Linked DNA regions of Zea mays: region 2 is linked to region 1. A link is a contact called in public Hi-C data. All regions are on one chromosome and are shown on one strand. The core of a region is the stretch at or near the end of the contact, and the rest is flanking DNA. Distances in the headings are between cores, read along the strand shown.

Region 1 (6,010 bases), core at 2,431-4,930:
CAAGGGAGTTAATCCCTTTGCGCAGCGCATAAGGGACCTTGGCCTCCAAATTAGCCCACCAATCTTGGAAGACCAAATCATCCCTTGCGGGGGAGAACTGCCGCAGATTAACCAGGGAGAAAATCCTAAACCACACTTCCCTAGAGAAGACACAAGAGATTAAAAGATGATGCACCGTTTCATCCTCTTGATCACAAAGGGGCAAATTTACAATATTTATCGCTCACAAAAATCTCGAGTTCTGTGCAAATCATAACAACCTCTAGGCTCAGTCATAGACTATTCTATCCTGTTTCCACATCACAATATCACGTAATTCCATCAATAGAAGATAAATTTGAATCTATAAAACTAACAGCAATATCAGCATAGCATGGAGTCTGAAATTTAATCCATGTATTGATAAAGAGAATAACCTGCGAGGCATATGCAGAGGTAAGTGCCGGGTTGCAACATGATCACATTGATCCCTTGTTGCTTTATCACTTTGATGAAAGATTAAGTTTCTCCACTCATACTTCTCGGAGCATGAATGACTTTGTGATGTTTGTCCCAAAAAATCTCCATGTACTGATGACAACGATAGCCTTTTTGAATCCATTTGTTATCCAGCCGCACTTGAATGAAGAGGACACTGACATGCCAGCTCAAATATCACAGATGAACTGAGAAGGTGGTTTGAATCCTTATTACCTTCTCACATGCTTCCTAGCAACAATACTCATACAGAATAATTGGTTGAATCTTGCAACCTGTCCCTTAATAAGGCCAAGGACCACTTTAGTTCATACTCCCTAAATCATCCTTCAAATATCAGTACATGATAGCATCAGGTCCTATACTTTCGTCATATAAAAATAATAATAAATGGAATTGAATGGTAGAGTCTCCAGTAAAAAACTGAACTGTAATATCTGGTATCTCGCTGAAAGAGAGTCCATACATTTCCTTTATAGGGCATACATCGCTGGTTGCAGAGAATAAGGAGCTTATGGAGCCAAGAAAATGGTAGAGGAATAGATAGTATATATGTGATGCTAATGTCTTGGCAAGAAGGGAAAGAATAGTTATGTTGTGTTAACTCAAATGTCGAAACAGAAGAGATAGATTGGTGATGGAAAATAAGAGGACAATCCAAACTGCATGAAAACCTTATATTTTGAAGGAAAAGAAAATTGGCAAAAACAGAAACTATATAGATTATATTTTAGAACAACTTGAGTATGATGTAAGAAAACAAATAAATGCAAAACTTGACATGTACGCATATGTAACTTTTGTTTCTGGTTGCCTAATACGCATTGACAGTAATAATATATCCATAAGTCCTGCAATCATCCGTGCTTCTTTAGTAATTAAAAGGCATCTGAATCAATATGATGGTAGATACAAAGTCCATATCTACTGCAAGCCTGCGCCAACTACCATGCTTCCCCTTTTGCCCTTTCAGTATGATTTCAAATCAACAAGAAAAGATTTAAAACTGTAAGCAGTGCAATCAAGTCATCATCATCATATGCTAAAAGTTTAGGTCAATACTCAAACTCTGTTACATGCAGTAATGAGATAAATCACAGATAAACCTTATTGAAAGATTTTTTTTCTCTTGAAAGAAAGTCTGGTAGCCCCACATGTAATATATAGTTGTTTCTCATGGTGTATGATGAATTTTGGTGTGAAAATTTGTCTGGTAGCATATAATTTATAGCAATCCTCACATTGCTTAGAGATCCTTTTTTTTGCAAATTTGCGAGTAATATATATTTGCAAAAGACTTGAATTGAATACTACCATCATTTTTGGATGGTAAATAAATAAGCGAAACAACATGATTTTGGAGTTGAAATTCTTGAATTTGGAGTTAGAATTCTATTAAGATCATGTGTTCCACTTGCTAAGTATTTGATAGATGTGAATCTTGTGGTAAAAAAACACATGATCAGAGTACTACTTTCACATCTAGGCGCCCCTCTAATCCTCTCCGGGTTTGTGACTCCCAAACTAGCCCGTAGGGGATTAGAGGGGCAGGTCCTCTAATCCCGTCCGGTTTTGTGACTCTCAAACTAGCCCCTAAGAAAAAAAATGGTATCCACAAATATGTGCACAATAATACTGCAAACAAGGCAAAAGCAACTCCCTCCAGATATAGAACTGTAGAAAAATGTGACACGATCAAATTGAGTCTCTAATCTTTCCTTATACATTTGACAAGGAAAGAAAGTGTTGCATCGTATCAAGGGGGGCCCAAAAAATCAAAATGTTAGTTGAGCAATAAAAAGGACACAACTGGTCTTTGCGACCACCGACCAAACAGAGTACAGCATCCCGCAGAACGCCCAAACTTCCAATCTTTGTAAAACTAACATGAACTTGACAATTGATCCCAAACAGAAAGTGCCCGATTTACGAGTGAAGGCACTGAGGCCGGCAGGTGGAGACGGCCATAGATGGCAACAGACTGAAATAATGCTGGTCTGGAGCAGTCCATGCATGGAACAACGGAGAGAAGAGCAGTACCTTGTCGTCCCCACAGCCGGTGTGGATGTGTGGAGTTCGCCCGGTACTCAGGTCATCGGCGTCACAGATCAATCTGAGATCCATAGAATATCACAATTCACACGATGATCAGATAGGCGATGCTGTTCACGTGACTCGTGACACCAATCAACCTCCGGAAAGAACTCAGAGAGCCAAACAGGAGGGAGGACTAAAACCCAAAGTAATAATCGATCATCGATGGTGCAAATAAATGCACATTAATAGAGAGAAAATGAAGTAGTAGTAGAATGCAAGAACGACGATTTTACGGGGAGTAAAAAGGGAAGCGAAAAAACTCAATTTAAGAGTGCAATAAATAAAAGGTAGAAATAATGCAAGTTTTATTGGGAGTAAAAAGGGAAGCGAAAAAACCTAATTTCAAAGCGCAACAGATAAAAGTTATATATAATGCAAATGATTCGAATCTTCATTAAGTATAAGCATTACCGCTATCAGAATCTTTAAAAGAAGATGCAAACAAAAAAAGTGCAAAGAACTAGAGCGAACGGGATGAAAAGCCAAGATCCCACCTTGGAGGCAATCCGCACTGGAGTGTTACTGTTAAACCCTAAACACAAAACCACCCGCGATTGCACCGGTGGGATAAAGGGACACAATCGTGAACAGGACAATCGTGGCGGAGGACGTCAATGCCGATATGGAGTCCCGACGGCCTCCAAGTCTCCAATGCGTGCGAGGAGTCCCGACTCCCGAGCCCTGCCCGACGCGAGAGCGGCCGAAGGGTGGGAGCGCTGTGCGATGCAGGTGAAGGAAAGGAAACAATGGAGCAACGTAGGGGGCGGCGAGAGCAGAGGCGTGATAAAGAATGCTTGCATTAGTTTTGTATTAGACCTTAACCAAAGTAATCGTTCTGATATTTATGGAGCTTGATTGGTCGAATGATCCATCCTGGCTCATGTCTAGTAAAACATTTTCTCTTGAGATAGGCATGCAATTTAGTACGTTTAGTTGGTTGCGTGTGATTAATCAGACTGAGAATAGATAGTGTTTGGCTGATTTAATTAGGATCGAGATGGAATGAGAATTAAAAAAATAAGGTAAAATTGATTTATGCATTAAATTTTTTATTTAATAGATATAGCAAAAGTCTCAAAAATTACTCAATTTCAATGCAGCTACATTGTTCTAGCCTGCATGTTGCATGCGCGGGGCAAGGCTAGATCGCCTAGACCCAAACTCAGATGCAAACAACCAATTAGAGGATGTTTGGAAAAACTCAGATACAAACAACCAATTAGAGGATGTTGGGAAGGAAAGTATTGTTGGAGTTTTAGATAAAACCATGGTATAAATAATACTATAGTATTTTTGTCCAGAGATGTTTGGCTACATTATAAAAAGACTCTGTTTTGAACACCATGGTTTTATAGATATCATGGTATTTTTAGAGTATTCGAAACTACAATTCAATCCAAAGTTTTTAGCTATGACTAGCCTTGCACATGTATACTAAATATTATGGTTCAAATACTTTATCTCGACTTATGGTTCAAATTAGAGGACTTACACATGTATACTAAATACTATGGTTCAAATACTATGTTTTATAGCATGTATATTGCTAAGAGTGATGTAAAAAATAATACGGTCGTGTCATGATATTTTAAAATTGTAGTATTTCGAAACCATGGTTTTAAAAGATTTTAAAACCTAACATGGGCCAAGTTTCATATAGCCAACCAATTAGTCCCTTAGAGCATTTCTAACTGTTATGTAAAAAGGTTCCTAAATCTTAGTTTAAAGAGTTATTAGAAAAAACACGTATCCAATAGTATCCTAAACGATGTTGCTAAATTTAAGAAGTTGCTATTTTATCCTTTCTTGTCCCCACATTTGGCAACTGATAGTCGCCTAGAGGGGGGTGAATAGGGCGAAACTGAAATTTACAAATATAAACACAACTACAAGCCGGGTTAGCGTTAGAAAGATAATTGAGTCCGCGAGAGAGGGCGCAAAACAAATCGCAAGCAAATGAAGAGTGTGACACGCGGATTTGTTTTACCGAGGTTTGGTTCTCGCAAACCTACTCCCCGTTGAGGAGGCCACAAAGGCCGGGTCTCTTTCAACCCTTCCCTCTCTCAAACGGTCCCTCGGACCGAGTGAGCTTCTCTTCTCAAATCAAAGCCAGGAACAAAACTTTCCCGCAAGGGCCACCACACAATTGGTGCCTCTTGCCTTGATTACAATGGAGTTTTGATCACAAGAACAAGTGAGAACGAAAAGAAGCAATCCAAACGCAAGAGCTCAAAAGAACACGACAAATCTCTCTCGCTAATCACTAAAGCCTTGTGTGGAATTGGAGATGATTTGATCTCTTTGGTGTGTCTAGAATTGAATGCCTAGCTCTTGTAAGTGGTTGAGAAGTGGAAAACTTGGATGCAATGAATGGTGGGGTGGTTGGGGTATTTATAGCCCCAACCACCAAACTTGACCGTTGGTGGAGGCTGTCTGTTCGATGGCGCACCGGACAGTCCGGTGCACACCGGATATGTCCGGTGCTCCAGCCACGTCACCAATGTCGTTGGATTCTGACCGTTGGAGCTTCTGACTTCTGGGCTCGCCTGGATGTCCGGTGCACACCGGACATGTACTGTTGGATGTCCGGTGCGCCAGTATGGGCGTGCCTGACATCTGCGCGCGCTGTGCGCGCATTTAATGCGTCACAGGTAGCCGTTGGCGCCGAAATAGCCGTTGCTCCGCTGTAACACCGGACAGTCCGGTGTACACCGGACAGTCCGGTGAATTATAGCGGAGCAGCTCAAGTGAATTCCCGAGGCTGGCGAGTTGCTGAGGCCATCCTTCCTTGGAGCACCGGACATGTCCGGTGTGCACCGGACAGTCCGGTGAATTATAGTGAAGTCGCCTCTGGAATTTCCCGAAGGTGGCAAGTTTGAGTTGGAGTCCTCTGGTGCACCGGACACTGTCCGGTGGTGCACCGGACACTGTCCGGTGTACACCGGACAGTCCGGTGCCCCCAGACCAGAGGTGCCTTCGGTTGCCTCTTTGCTCCTTTGTTGAATCCAAAACTTGATCTTTTTATTGGCTGAGTGTGAACCTTTTACACCTATATAGTCTATACACTTAGGCAAACTAGTTAGTCCAATTATTTGTGTTGGGTAATTCAACCACCAAAATTATTTAGGAACTAGGTGTAAGCCTAATTCCCTTTCAATCTCCCCCTTTTTGGTGATTGATGTCAACACAAACCAAAGCAAATATAGAAGTGTATAATTGAACTAGTTTGCATAATGTAAGTGCAAAGGTTGCTTGGAATTGAGCCAATATAAATACTTACAAGATATGCATGGATCGTTTCTTTCATTTTTAACATTTTGGACCACGCTTGCACCAAATGTTTTGTTTTTGCAAACTATTTTGTAAATCCTTTTCAAGGTTCTTTTGCAAATAGTCAAAGGTAATGAATAAGATTTTGCAAAACATTTTCTAGATT
Region 2 (6,032 bases), core at 2,879-5,378, 170 kb after region 1:
AGTCGTGACTTGTGTGCGTGGTTGTGCTGCGGATTTGAGTCTTGCGTGTGTTGCTCTCCCCAACCTTACTCTGTGCCTTCTTTGTGATCTCTATTGTAAGGGCGAGAGATTCCAAACTATGGAGATTCCTCGCACACGGGAAAATACTCTAAAGGAAAAGACCGTGGTATTCAAGTTGATCATCGGATCACTTGAAAGGGGTTGAGTGCAACCCTCGTCCATTGGGACACCACAACGTGGAAGTCGGCAAGTGTTACTTGGCCGAACCACGGGATAAAAATCGCGTGTCTCGTGTGTTGCTTCTTGTTATTGTTTTGTTCGCATGAGCGTGTTCCATAACTACTTGATTTAACTAACACTTTAATAATCAAGTCTGTGGCTATTAAGTGTTTGATTTTACAGGATCACCTATTCACCCCCCCTCTAGGTGCTCTCAATCACCATTCCCAATTTTGGATTAGTGAGCTTTGAAGTTCCATATATAGGGTAGAATATATGTTTGAGACTTCATGTCTGCCCCAATGGCAAGTCCATAGTGCATGCAGGATGAAAAGGTCCCTGACATGTACCCTATTCACTTTGTCAGTTGATATTTTGTTTTCAGCTGATCATGAAGGGTGGGAAATTTCCATACATGGCCTTGATCCATCTTTCCATCTCTGCCTGTCAATCACTTGCTGCAGTTTTTTAGTACTATATAACTCAAAATTGTTAAAGAATCACCTTCGCTTCCTGTTTGATCTGACATGTCACATATATGGGACTTCTATGTTGCCCCTATGGCTTTTATGTTGTACTGCTGGGATGAACAGGTCCCAACATTTGCTCCTTTTTTACTGTCGGCTGATGGCCATAAATGTTTAGCTCATGTCAGATTTGGTCATGAGGTCGTTCATGGTGTCGATCTCTGGATTGCTTTCATAGTGGTGGAACGATTCGGTGGGCAAGAGGAAGAACGACCTGGATCCCGGGGATGAGAAGTGAGAGGAAGGACAGGGTTCAACTCCTTATAATTGGAGAAGGAGGTAAGGGATACTATTGTTGACCTGCCTTCTGATAAAGCTCCTGGGCCTGATGGGTTTACGGGGAGGTTTTTACAAGACCTGCTGGAGCATTATTAAGGAGGATCTGCTGGCTGCCCTGAATTTTCTGCACCAAGGAAATGCCCATAAACTTAGATTGTTGAATTCAGCCTATCTTATTCTTCTCCCTAAGAGGTTCGATGCTATGACTGCAAGTGAATACAGGCCTATTAGTTTCATCCACAGTTTTGCTATGCTGGTCACCAAGCTGCTGGCCAACAGGTTGGGTCCCCGTCTTCATGAGTTGGTGGCAGCCAATCAGAGCGCTTTTGTGAGAGGGAGATCAATTCATGATAACTTTATGCTGGTTCAGCAGTCTATTAAGTCGCTACACAAGAGAAAGGTTACGGGTCTATTCTTAAAATTAGATATCTCCAGGGCGTTCGATTCCGTGTCATGGGCCTTCATTATTGAAATTCTTATCCATCTTGGCTTTGGTCCAATCTGGTGGAATCTTATTTCCTCCCTAATGTTCATGTATTCTACGCAAGTACTTCTTAATGGCTCGCCTGGTGATCGTATTGCTCATCGGCGAGGCCTTCGTCAGGGTGATCCCCTTTCTCCTATGCTGTTTGTGATGGTTATGGACGTTCTTAATAGTCTGTTCAGGGAATCTGAAAGCAGGGGGCTGTTACAAGGGTTGGAGGAAGCTGGGGTCCGGAATAGGCTCTCGATCTACGCTGATGATGTGGTGCTTTTTGTTAAACCTTTGGTGGATGATCTGAATTGTGATAGATTGATTTTGGATTGCTTTGGTGAAGCAACGGGGCTGGTAACAAATATGCGCAAAAGTTTTGCTATACCAATTAGGTGTGAAGGGCTGGAGGGTCAGGCTGGCTGTAATATCTTGCAATGCAGTTCGAGATCCTTTCTGTGTAGCTATTTGGGGCTGCCTATCTTTGATAAGAAGCTGAGGAAAAGGGATTTTATGGTGTGGGTTAATAAGATTGCTGACCGGCTTCCCAACTGGAAGGCTCGTTTGCTCAGTTTGGCTGGTAGGACAGCGTTAGTGAGGCATGTGCTTTCGGCAATTCCTGTTTATATCCTTATGGCCATGAGTGTTCCCAAATGGGTGATCAAGTCCATCGATAAACTCAGGAGGGGGTTTCTATGGAAAGGAAGGAAGAACGTTAACGGTGGAAGCTGTCTTGTTCCTTGGGAGATAGTTGCCAGACCCCTAAAATATGGCGGCCTTGGAGTTTCTAATTTACAATTCAAAGGTTGGGCTTTACAGGTGAAACGGTTATGGCTGCAAAAAACTGATCCGTCTAGACCATGGCAGGGAATGAATCTTCCTATTCAGTAGCAAGTAAGACAATTTTTCAATCTTTCGGTCTTTCATGTGGTCGGAGATGGGACCAGCACTCTCTTTTGGTTTGATAAATGGTTGAATGGGAAGGCTATCTTTGATATTGCACCAGAGGTTGTCTGTTTGGTGGACAGTAGAGTCAGCTCGACCCGGACGGTTGCTTAGGCTATGGACAATTGGCGTTGGGTTAGGGATATTGGGAGTCATCTTTCTATGGTTAGGCTGCAGCAGTATTTAAAATTATGGGATGAGATTGTACATGTGACGCTTTCACAGGAGGCGGACAGGCTTGTTGGGAGATACACGACTTCTGGACAGTTCTCCTCAAAGTCTTGTTACAATGCCTTCTTCTTGGGGTCCATTTCCTTTGAGCCTTGGAAACGATTGTGGAAGACTTGCCCCCCCTAAATGCAAGTTTTTTCCTTTGGTTGGCTATAATGAATAAATGTGGGACTGCGGACAGACTCCAAAGGAGAGGGTTGTAATACCCGGTGTGTTGCCCCCTATGTGATCAGGAGCAGGAAACAGTCCAGCATATCCTCTGCACCTGCAGTTTTTCTAGGGATTTTTGGCATCTCATTTTGTCGTCCATCGGGCTTGGTAACCTCACTCCTATTGTTGCTGAACAGTCATTTGCTGTGTGGTGGGAAAAGGTTTCTAAAAAGTGCATAGGTGCAAGAGGAAGGGCTTCAATAGTGTCATTATTCTTGGAGCTTGGTGCTTATAGCTCACTCGTAATAGGGCTATTTTTGATGGAGTGAGCCCTTCCATTAGTTTGACTAAGAGGTTATTTCTAGATGAATTGATCAGTTGGAACAAGGCGGGAGCGAAGCATTTAAACAGATTGGGAATTATTGTCACTTTAAATAGGGTCCAGTAGGGCCCGTCAGGTCCCCTTTTTTTGGTTTCACCTTGTGGGGGTGCTGGAGAGGATGCTTGAGGGTTTGGTCTTGGTCTATTTTTCTTGTTTTTTTCTTCTTTTCTGCCCTCTGGGTGTTGTATTTCGTTCCACTTTGGACCTTTCCTCTCTTAATATAATGACGTGTAGCTCTCCTGCGCGTTCAAGAAAAAAAATATCAGGTGGGAGACACTCTCTCCCAATCAAAAAATAAAAAATCTAGTTTGCTATAAGAATTGTTCTTTTTTGACAGAAGAAGAATGCAATTCTTATTTCTTATGTTTTGGTTATCCTCAAGCTATAAGTTCCCCTATTTCACCTCGTACTCACAGCCTTTTGACAACATGGTCTATGTTTTATAGCGATTGGGAGCTCGTAGAAAAACTTGAAGATGCTATTTGCTCGACATCAGTTCATTTAGCGATGAAGACAAGGCCAGTTCATCCAGCGAGCGATGGGTTGGCGCACTAACAGGCCCGTGGCAAACATCATTATGTACAACATGATATTTTCTATCATCGAAATTCTATATAAATTCTTTAAAATAATTTGTATGATATTATAATGTTTGTTCAACATCAGTTCATTTTATTTTAGTCGACATATTTATAATATTATTATATATTTATGTCGTCAATATAATATTAATGTTACAATGTATTTTGTCATACAAATTTTATATATTATACACACCGACACATATAGGCCGTCAAAACAGTGGTGTAGAACAGTGATGAGTGAGCAGAGTGAGCGGCACAAATGCCCGTCAGCCCGTGACAGTTTTCAACAATGAAAACAATGAAGATAGAGCATGCTGAGCATATATATGCTGCAATATATTTTTGTTTTAGTTGCTTACCGTCTCCACCGCATCTCATCTCGCCGGCGAGCCAGCCTAACCAATCGCCAATGCTCACCTCGTTGCTTCCACCGCCCACAGTCCCGATCTCCAAACCCTCCGCGTCGGCGTCGCCCAAGACCGCCAAGCCCAGGTCCGCCGTGCTCTCCGCCTCCGCCCTCGCCCTCGCCCCCGCCTCGACATCCGATTCCGACGATGCGCCCGGCGGGGGCGAGGGCGGCAGCGTCCGCCTCTCCTCGCTCATCCGCTCCCTCTGCGCCGCGGGGCGCACAGCAGAGGCCGCGCGGGCGCTGTCCGCGGCGGGCGGCGGCGCGGGCGTCGTCGCCTACAACGCCATGGTGGCCGGCTACTGCCGCGCGGGCCAGCTCGAATCCGCGCGCCGCCTTGCCGCTGCGGTCCCCGTCCCGCCCAACGCCTACACCTACTTCCCCGTCGTCCGCGCCCTCTGCGCGCGGGGCCGGATCGCTGACGCGCTCGCGGTGCTCGACGAGATGCCCCGCCGCGGCTGCGCCCCCATCCCGCCCATGTACCACGTCATCCTCGAGGCCGCCTGCAGGGGTGGCGGCTTCCGGAGCGCCGTCAGGGTGCTCGAGGATCTACACGCCAGGGGCTGCGCCCTCGACGTCGGCAACTGCAACCTCGTCCTCAACGCCATCTGCGACCAAGGGTCGGTGGACGAGGCCCTCCACCTGCTGCGGGACCTGCCGTCCTTCGGCTGCGAGCCAGACGTGGTGAGCTACAACGCGGTGCTCAAGGGCCTGTGCATGGCCAAGCGCTGGGGCTGTGTCCAGGAACTCATGGAGGAGATGGTCAGGATGGCTTGCCCGCCCAACATCGTTACCTTCAACACCCTCATCAGTTACTTGTGTCGGAACGGCTTGTTCGAGCGGGTGCATGAGGTCCTCGCGCAGATGGTGGAGCATGGGTGCACGCCGGACATCAGGATGTATGCCACTATCATCGATGGTATCTGCAAGGAAGGGCATCTCGAAGTCGCGCATGAGATTTTGAATAGGATGCCTTCCTACGGGCTCAAGCCCAATGTGGTTTGCTACAATACTCTGCTGAAGGGCTTGTGCAGCGCTGAGAGGTGGGAGGAAACCGAGGAGTTGCTGGCTGAGATGTTTGACAAGGATTGCCCACTTGATGATGTCACATTCAACATACTTGTTGATTTCTTCTGCCAAAATGGGCTGGTGGACCGGGTGATCGAACTACTCGAGCAGATGCTGGAGCATGGATGCATGCCCGATGTCATCACATACACTACAGTGATCAATGGCTTCTGCAAAGAAGGGCTTATTGATGAAGCTGTCATGTTGTTGAAAAGTATGACTGCTTGTGGCTGCAAGCCAAATACCATAAGCTATACTATTGTGCTCAAGGGTTTGTGCAGCGCAGAACGATGGGTGGATGCTGAGGACCTGATGTCTCAGATGATTCAGCAAGGCTGTCCTCTGAATCCTATCACATTCAACACACTCATCAATTTCTTGTGTAAAAAGGGATTGGTTGAGCAGGCCATTGAACTTCTTAAGCAGATGCTAGTGAATGGATGCAGTCCCGACCTGATTAGCTACAGCACAGTGATCGATGGACTTGGCAAGGCTGGCAAGACGGACGAAGCACTGGAGCTGTTAAATGTGATGGTCAACAAAGGGATGAGCCCAAACACAATCATTTATTCGTCGATAGCTTCTGCTCTCTCCAGAGAAGGCAGAATTAACAAAGTAATTCAAATGTTTGATAACATCCAAGATACCACAATAAGGTCCGATGCAGTGCTCTACAATGCAGTTATTTCTTCGCTTTGCAAAAGAGGGGAAACTGAACGTGCTATTGAGTTTTTGGCATATATGGTGTCCAGTGGATGCGTGCCCAATG

Evidence for each region. A called contact is a pair of places that touch in the nucleus more often than the background predicts.
Region 2: a contact with region 1 is called in a Hi-C map of tassel, with 2.7 times the contacts expected there. The contact joins the promoter of LOC100280682 here to the promoter of LOC103643607 in region 1. A contact is called at or near these places in 4 of 25 Hi-C or Micro-C datasets (ear, endosperm, root tip and 1 more).

Annotation. Positions count from the first base shown.
Region 1 is chr1:250,836,109-250,842,118 of Zm-B73-REFERENCE-NAM-5.0, forward strand. LOC103643607 reads right to left here and starts at 3,681. Exons shown (of 6, transcript XM_035964293.1): 1 at 3,069-3,681; 2 at 2,518-2,590; 3 at 417-804. The coding sequence starts at 601.
Region 2 is chr1:251,009,263-251,015,294 of Zm-B73-REFERENCE-NAM-5.0, forward strand. LOC100280682 reads left to right here and starts at 4,129. Exons shown (of 1, transcript NM_001254902.2): 1 at 4,129-6,032. The coding sequence starts at 4,199. It also overlaps the pseudogene LOC111590751.